Linked DNA regions of Mus musculus: all the other regions are linked to region 2. A link is a contact called in public promoter capture Hi-C data. All regions are on one chromosome and are shown on one strand. Each heading gives the region's core, a stretch centred on a gene start, on an enhancer-like site or on the middle of the called end of the contact. The rest is flanking DNA. Distances are from core to core; before and after follow the strand shown. Region 1 holds the start of Noxo1 (NADPH oxidase organizer 1). Region 2 holds the start of Fbxl16 (F-box and leucine-rich repeat protein 16). Region 3 holds the start of Meiob (meiosis specific with OB domains).

What was found. Promoter capture Hi-C pulls out the DNA fragments that hold promoters and counts their contacts. Capture Hi-C pulls out chosen DNA fragments and counts their contacts.
Region 1: a promoter capture Hi-C map of adipose tissue shows a contact between it and region 2, with 2.7 times the contacts expected there. The contact joins the promoter of Noxo1 here to the promoter of Fbxl16 in region 2. A contact is called at or near these places in 3 of 39 promoter capture datasets (hippocampal neurons, neural stem cells and pre-B cells), 1 of 484 Hi-C or Micro-C datasets (cerebral cortex), 1 of 115 datasets of contacts at active chromatin or transcription factors (embryonic forebrain) and 2 of 9 other capture datasets (adipose tissue and liver).
Region 3: a promoter capture Hi-C map of embryonic stem cells shows a contact between it and region 2, with 3 times the contacts expected there. The contact joins the promoter of Meiob here to the promoter of Fbxl16 in region 2. A contact is called at or near these places in 3 of 39 promoter capture datasets (the 3T3-L1 cell line, embryonic stem cells and pre-B cells).

The regions. Positions count from the first base shown.
Region 1 is chr17:24,694,832-24,697,531 of GRCm38.p6, forward strand. It overlaps Noxo1 (NADPH oxidase organizer 1), which reads left to right and starts at 1,403. Exons shown (of 9, transcript NM_001357836.1): 1 at 1,403-2,165. It overlaps Gfer (growth factor, augmenter of liver regeneration), which reads right to left and starts at 1,325. Exons shown (of 3, transcript NM_023040.3): 1 at 1,000-1,325; 2 at 423-619. The coding sequence starts at 1,236.
Region 2 is chr17:25,807,807-25,810,506 of GRCm38.p6, forward strand. Fbxl16 (F-box and leucine-rich repeat protein 16) reads left to right here and starts at 1,293. Exons shown (of 6, transcript NM_001164225.2): 1 at 1,293-1,580.
Region 3 is chr17:24,803,044-24,805,743 of GRCm38.p6, forward strand. Meiob (meiosis specific with OB domains) reads left to right here and starts at 1,339. Exons shown (of 14, transcript NM_029197.1): 1 at 1,339-1,369.

The DNA.
Region 1 (2,700 bases), core at 153-2,652, 1.1 Mb before region 2:
CTCTGCCTCCCTTCAGTCCAGTTTTTAAAGCTGGTAACTAAGCTGAGAGATTGGCTTGAGCCCCATAAGGAAGAGCTATAAGGACTGGGCTTTTGAGGAAGGAGAAGGCCCCCAAACCCCAACATCCCTTTTGGTGTCCCCTCTCCTAGGAACCTGTCACTTCTGAATCTACTGTTCTAGGCCCCTCTCTATGACATCAGCTATGCCCCCCCCCCTTTTTTTGTGTTTCTTTGAGACAGGGTTTCTCTGTGTAGCCCTGGCTGTCCTGGAACTCACTCTGTAGAGCAGGCTGGCCTCGAACTCAGAAAACCACCTGCCACTGCTTGCCAAGTGCTGGGATTAACGGCGTGCGCCACCACCGCCCGGCATCAGCTAGGCCCGCTCTAGGGACCTTACTGACAAGAGGTATAGCCACAACTTACCTCTTCCTTATGTCTTCCGCACATTCCTCGCAGGGGTAAAACTTGGAAAATATATGTATGAACTGGGCCATATCCTGTTGTTGTTCTGGCGTGGGCCTGTCCGGGTAATAGGCGGCCAGCGTATGGAGGAAAGCCCAGGTGTGGCGACCCAATTCTTCCCGATCCTGTGGACAGTCCTCCCTAAACTTGATGTCCCGCTGCAGAAGTAGGCCGACTAAAGGTCAATTCACTCTTACCCAACCAGAAAGCCCATAAAATTCCAACCCAGTGGCAGACTGCTTGCGTTGTACGCCAGAGGCCTTCGGTTCGAATTCCCATTATCACTAATAATAATCATAATAATAATAATAAAGGAAACAAGAACGCTCCCTTTTTCAGTTGACAGCCTACTAACTCGATCTGACTAGCCAGTGGCTGAAAGCGCAAAAGTTTGAGCCTAACGGTGTGTGTGGGTGAGGGGTAAACATGTTTAGGCATAGCCAACCCTGAGGGTTTGGGCCGTGCGGTAGCCGAACGGGAACCTGGAAACCAGGTGTGTGGGGGACCGGGACCGGGCGGCCAAGCGGGGCATCTGCACCTTCTGCTGGGTCCGCATCCACGACTTGAAGTCCACGCAGGCCCGGCACGGTCGCTTCCCGTGCTCCAAACCTTGCGGCGCCGGGGCCGCGGCAGGGGTGGTGTCGTCTCTATGCCTTGCGCCGCGGCCCCGCGCGTCAGTCACCAGGTCGTCGGTCATCTCGGAGCGCGCGCCGCCCGGCAGGAAGGAGAAGCGACTGCCGCGAGGGAAGCCCGCCGGCTCGCTGGGCGCCGCCATCTTGCTGGCGTGCGGGCAGCGGGGCCAAGAGGGCGTGCCGGCGACAGTTCGGAGGAGCGTGCACGCCACCGCCGGCGCGCGGCGGCAGGAGCGGGAACCGCAGCCCGGGGCTGGGCTCAGGCCGGGGCAGGAGGCGGGGCCTGGCGGCGGGGCGGGGCTGGGGGCCGAGGCGGCGGCCCGGGTCGCGGAGGCGTAGGAGGCCTCGGGGCGGGAGGAGGCGGCGCCGGAGGCCCAGGCCGAGGCGGCACTGGCGGCTGCGGCTCCGGCTCTGCGGGTACTCTTGCGCCTGGTGACCCGCCGCGAGCCCGGCGTGCGTGGTCCATGGTGGGGTTCAGGCTTCCTCCGGCAGATGTGAAGTGTGTCGTGGAAGGCGCGCTGCGGCTGTGCTGAGATCTTGGACTGAGATGAGTTCCGAGATGCTTCTCGCATCACCCCCATCGCTTGGCTCAGACACCTAAGGGCGGCAAAATTTGGGGTCTTCCTGCCTTACGACGTGCCCACCTACACGCTTCTCGGTGCCTTAGCAACGCGCGACGGGGCGTGGCCTCACAGAGACCAGACAGTACTTATTGCCAGAGGCTACCTGTGCCCTAGTAACTGTCCCCCACTGCGCAACCTTGAGAGAGGGCGTGTCCTCATCCTCTAGCTTGGATAAAAGATTATTATGCCTATTTTAATAGCAGCCTCAGGAATTTCTTCCTTTTTTTTTTTCTTTTGGAGACAGGGTCTCATGTAACTTGGACTAACTTTGAACTCTGTATGTAGCTGAGTGAAGATGATGTTGAATTCTTGAATCTTTTTGCCACCACACCACCTCTTCAAGTGTTTGACTTAAACGCCTGTGCCATCACAGGAAGAATTCCTTCCGCTGCCTCCATGTGTTCATTTACTCTTTCTGCAAATATTTGTAGAGTGGCTGCTCTCTCCAGGTGCTGTTTCCTCCACTGAGCAGAACAAGGAACAAGCCTCCCTCTTTAGCCTTTAACCAGTGATGCAAATGCGGAAAACCCAGTACACCAGAATCATATTTACAAAACTGATGAAAGCTGTGCAGGGGGTGAGGAGACCCTTAGGCACAGGCCTTTGGGATAAGAAATCAGCTCAAATGCTTGACATTTTACAGAAACACCAGTGACGCTGGGGGCAGGGTCTAGGGAAGGTAGAGGAGATAGAGGCAGAATCCAGAGTCCGGCAAGGCCTACTTATGACCATGGTAGCAACTGGCATTTTTTTCCCTAAAAACAGAGATGTTGGGCAATTTGGGACAGTGGATTTTGTGTGTGTGTGTGTGTGTGTATTTCAAGACAGGGTTTCTTAGTGTAACCAGTCTTGACTGTCCTGGACTCTCTTTGTAGACCAGGCTGGCCTTGATCTCAGAAATCTACCTGCCTCTGCCACCCAAATGCTGGGATTAAAGGCATGTGCTACCCCACTGAGAACAGATTTTTTTAAAGAGACAGGGAG
Region 2 (2,700 bases), core at 43-2,542:
TCTCTCTCTCTCTTTCTCTCTCTCTCTCTCTCACACACACACACACACACATATACTCACTCACACACACTGCCTAAGAAATACCTGAGACTGCCCTCTAACTTCTATTTGCACCTTCACATATATGATCATACACCACACACACACACACACACACACACACACACACACACACACACACACACACACCAGCTAGGATACAGCTTACTTCCCTTTCTTATTGCCCCTAGGCCTCACATCATTCCCAGGAGACAGACCTCCCATCTCCACAGCAGTTGGTCTCATCTGAGGACATTCCACCCTGAAGCTCCTTCTCTTCCAAGACGCTACTCTGCTGTCCCAACATCTGCTGTTTCTGGTCTCAAGAGAGACCCAGATTGGGGTCCCTTTAGCCTGCTGAGAGGTCTGGCTCTCCAGCAGCCCTTAATGGGTCCTTTTACACAAACCACCCTCCCTGGTCCATACAGGCTGCCACCACCTGACCTCTACTTCATCTCAGAGCGAACCTGTGGAACTCCATAAGGCAGGTCGATTCTCGAACCATTCCTACCAAGTGCTATGGGGACAGAGAGGGCGTCTCAGATCATTTGTGACATTGTCAGAAGTAACCCCTCCCCACTATCACTCCACTGTCTTGTGTTTTCATTGACGCTTGCTTTAGTCACTTGCTTGCAAGTGTGTGACTATGTCACCCAGAACAGGGATTCTTCTGCCTGACTCGCAACAGGATCGGAAGGGATATGAATCCTAGGGGCCATAAGGAGGGTGTGTGTGTGTGTGTGTGGAGGTGCGACGATGTCGATGTCTCCACTCGGCTTCTCTTTCCTCGCCCTCACAGGTGGCAATCCAAGCAAGGGCACATAGGGCCAGTTGCATCTGCGCAGGATCCGGAACCCCACTGCCAACCGCTCGCGCCAAGGACCGCAATTCTCCTCAGCTGGCAAGATTCTGGGTCGCCACCACTTTGTGCAGATGGGACACTCGAAGCTGCTCTTCGGCCGCGCGGCCTACGGGGTTTGTTATTGTGCGAACACCGGCCGCTGAGCGGGTGCTGCCGCCTGGCGCGTGCCCGTCGGTACCGCACCGGGAGCGCGCGGAGAGGAGCGGGGCGGGGTTGGGGATTCTCGACACCTCAGCCTGGCTCTAGAACCCGGATTGGTCCGGACGCCGGGAGCGCGCGAGGGCGCGGCTCTTAGGGCCGGGCGGGGGGCACGCGCGGCGCCGGCGGCGGCCGCGGAGGAGCGCGGGGAGGAGCGCGGAGGAGGAGCGCAGGGAGGAGGGGAAGGGGAGGGAGGAGGCGCCCGCCGGGTTCCCTGCAAAGCGGCCTTATTTATCTGGGCACAGCCTCAGCCTCCCCGGTGGGAGGCTCAGGGCGGCAGATCCTCTCCCACCGGGGAGCTCCGCTCGGAACTCTGCGGAGAGGGCCCTGGCGCGGGGCGCCGGGCGCGGGGCGCAGTCGGGCCCTGCTAGCCAGTCCAGCACCTCGGCCGCCTCCGCGCTAGGCGGCTCGGGTGCTGAGCTCCCCATGACGCGAGGTCGCCCGGCGGACAGCGTGGCATGAGCCAGAAGCCCTGGCCGAGGTAAGGTGTGTGTGCGCGCGCGGCCAGGCTGCGGGGAGGGGAGGGTCCAGGTCGAGCCACTGCCTCCGCGAAGGCTACAATGAGGAGGGGGCGGGGTGGGGACTTGGGACTGCGCCGCGGCCGCCGCCGCCTGAGCAGGGCTTACGTAATCGCAGCCCCTTCCCCACCTCACCCTTCGGCCGCTGAGCCAGCGGTTCCGCAGCCCCTAACCCTAGTGGCCGGCCTGATTGCGCCCCGCTCGCTACCGGCAGCGCGGTCAGGCTGTATCTCCGTACCACGGAATTGCTGAGAGGAAGCACGGTGGCTGCGAGGACGCGGAACTGCAGGCCGTCAGCCCCCACTCCTTCTGGCTTGGCTCTGGGCTCTCCCCACTCCAGCCCTATGAGCCTCCGGCGGACTGGAGGACGTGACAGGTGTTGATACAATTAAAAGGGAGGAGCCATGTGGATATGTGGCCTAGGGGTCCTGGACGCCTTCTGGACATGAGCTGGTATAGAGCTGCCGCCCACAGCTCTATACCAGGGAGTGGGCTGGCATGTCTTTGGTTCTAGAAAAAGAAAATGGGCCTTGGCCAAGATTGGAAGGCTTCAAAATGGGGAATGGGCATCCTGAGATTGCTGAGCAGGGCTTCCATGTCCTTCTAGGATGTTAGTCAGTGGGGGATCCTCCCCACCCGTCATCCCAGGAGAGAAGGCTGCACTGTTGAGGCCTGGATCTGGCCTAGCAGCCCTCCTGCTAGCCCCTCCCAGCCCGAGCCAGCAGCTGACCTCCCAGGAGCAGATGGCAGATGCCACTTCACCTGCTCCCTCCTGGAGGCCCGACTTCCACTGCCATCTTGTCCCAGGGCCCACTGACCAGGGTCTTCTCAGGCCTCCCTGCTGCCCCTTCGGGACACGGGACCCTCTGTTCCAGCCCAACACTTTGATGAAGTGCTGGACAGCAGCCTCATCGCAGCAGGGGGGAGGGGCGGGGGGGGGGCCGGTGTTGGGACAGGAGCCTGGATGATTAGGGGCTGCCTAGATCAGGTCAGAGGCATGGTGGAGCCTCGATTTCCTGCCTAGACGTGGCCTGAGGGCCGGGCTGGGAGCCATTGGGAGAAGAGAGGGAAAGTCAAGGTTGA
Region 3 (2,700 bases), core at 89-2,588, 1.0 Mb before region 2:
TTAGTGATAGGACCTTAACTTACTTATTTCAATAAGTACTTCATTAATGAAAGTCAGAGTAAGATTTTTATATGGTAGTAATTTTGTTTGTTTGAGACAGGTTCTAGATAGTCCAACTTGGCCTTTTTTCTTTTTTTTTAGGTCTTCATGAGCTGAGCTACTCATGATCCTGAAACACATGATTCTCCTACTTCAATCTCTGAAGTTCTAGACCAGCCTGGTTTACAAAGTAAGTTCTAGGACAACAAGGGCTGTTACACAGAGAAACCCTGTCTTTTTTGTTGTTTTGAGTCAGGGTTTCTCTGTGTAGCCCTGGCTGTCCTGGAACTCACTCTGTAGACCAGGCTAGCCTTGAACTCAGAGATCCACCGGCTTCTGCCTCCCAAGTGCTGAGATCAAAGGCATGTACCACCACCTCCTCCTGAAAACCCTGTCTTAAAAAAACAAAAGCAACAAAAAAATTAGTATTATCTATTTTAAGCTCAGCATAATGGCTCATGTCTTTAATCACAGAACTTCCAAGGCAGAGGCCTCTGAGAGTTCAAGGTCAGCCTGGTCTACATAGTGAGTTCCAGGACGGCCAGAACGACATCATAAGACCCCGTCTTAACGTCCCTGCCCCCAAATAGTATTATCTATTTTATATAATACTGTGGTATTTTCAAATAGTATTATTTTACATAATATTATATGTGTACCTCCTGATATATATGGTATGTGGTAAAACCAGGGAAACTCCTTTAATAAGAGCATCTGGCCATTTCCTCTTCCACAACCCTATCGGTTTTTATATCCGTGTCTTCCTTCAGTTCACTTTCTGCTCTAAATTAAGAATATTTCACTTAAGGTAACTTTGTGCTTTCTCGGAGACGTGTGCAATTATAAGACATTTATGAGGGTTGCTCAGTGGGGACAGCCTGAGACCCTAGTCAGGATCCCAACCAGAGAACTGCGGCAAATGCCTAGCCTGCTTCCTTAGCGACTTCCCCCTTTCACTAGCTCCTGTGCGGTGCGTGGTCGCCGCTCCTGTCTTCGAGTGACCCCGAAATTGGCTTTTCTGGGTCAGTACCTACGGCCGACTTGGCCTCCACCACCTGAGTCCTTAACAAAGTTCTCCAGTCCAAGGAATGGGTAGTGCCTCTCCCCTAACCGTGAACACGTGCGTGAGACCCGCGGCCATAGGGGCGGAGTCCACAAGCGCTGGGGGCGGAGTCAGTGGGGGCGCGGTCAGTAGGGGGCGGAGGGGGCGGGGCTCGAGCTAACGGTCGGGGACTCCAGGCGGTTCGCCCACCGGGCTGTGGGAAGGCCTAGAGCGTGACCGGCGTCAGGTGGAACCCCGTGGGTCACCTAGCGGGCCCGGAAGTATCCGGTGAGCCGCGACCCAGACTGCCTGTTTCGGCATCCGGCCGGCGGCGCGGGACCGCGCTCCGGTTCTGAGAGCTGGTGCCTGAGCTGAGGGGAAACTCGCGCGGGGTCGCACGCGCCGACGTCCCCAAGGTTCTCCGCGGTGCGCGCGGCCCTCGGTCTGTCAGGTCCCTTCCAGTCAAGACTCACTCATTCGTGTCTCTTCTGCCCTGCCCGGTTGCTTCTTGTCAGGTTCTACCCTGCCTGTCCACTCCTGTCAGCTCCCTCCCAGCCCGTCCATTTCCTGTCAGGTTTCTCGCTGTCACGGTCCCAGGTTGTTAGTGTCCCAGGTCAGCGTGTCTCTCGAGGTCAGAGCCGTACTGTCAGGTTCCATTCCGGCAGATGGCTCCCATGGAGTTGCTTACCCTCCACATCCTCACCCTGTCAGGCTCCCCAGGACAAGAATGAATCCCGTAGGCAGGCAGGGGTGGTTGGTGCACTCCTTTAACCCCAGGCATGCAAGAGGGGAGGCAAAGGCAGGCAGATCGTGGAGTTCCAAATCAGCGAGTTCCAGGGCCGCCAGAGCAACACAGAGAATCCTTGTTTCGAAAAACAAAACAAACAAAATTCCAGAGACAGGCCTTTTTAGTTGTTTGTTTGTTTGTTGAAACAGGCTCTCCCTACGTAGCTCAGGTTAACCTTGAACTTGTGATTCACCTGCCTCTGCCTCCTGTGTTTGGATTACAAGCCAGCACCACTCCAAGCATCAGAGGAAATGGAGAAAAATGTTCTCTTTCTCCTCTCCCTGCTTACCTTTCTCTTCCTTTCTTTCTCCTTTCCTCCTTCCTTTTCATCTTCCCGGAATTGTCTGGTTCTTTCTTTCCTTTCAAATCCTTCCTCCATCCCTCCCTTCTCGAGACAGGGTCTCAGGTAGCCCAGGGTGGCTTCAAAAATTCACTATGTAGCTGAGGTTAGCCTTGAACTCTTGATTCTCCTACCTTCACTTTCCAAATGCTGAGATTGCAGGTATATGTCACCATATCTAGCTGGAAGAGAGGTTTTAAGGAGGAAGGGAGCCTGTCAGTTCTCAAGGATAGGGACAGGATATATCAGAAGCCTACATGCAGTATGTATGTATATCATATAGGATCCAGGAGGATAGAGTATGTAAAATATATATACATATATAATATGTTATATATATGTTAAAACATCTATATAAAATGAGTAAAACATATATAATACATATATTCCTACAGATTACTTTCCCTGACCTCATGTCCCACTTGTTTCCCCTTACTTCTACCTATAACACCCCCTGGTTACCACTGTTCTTTTCATTATATCCAGGATTTT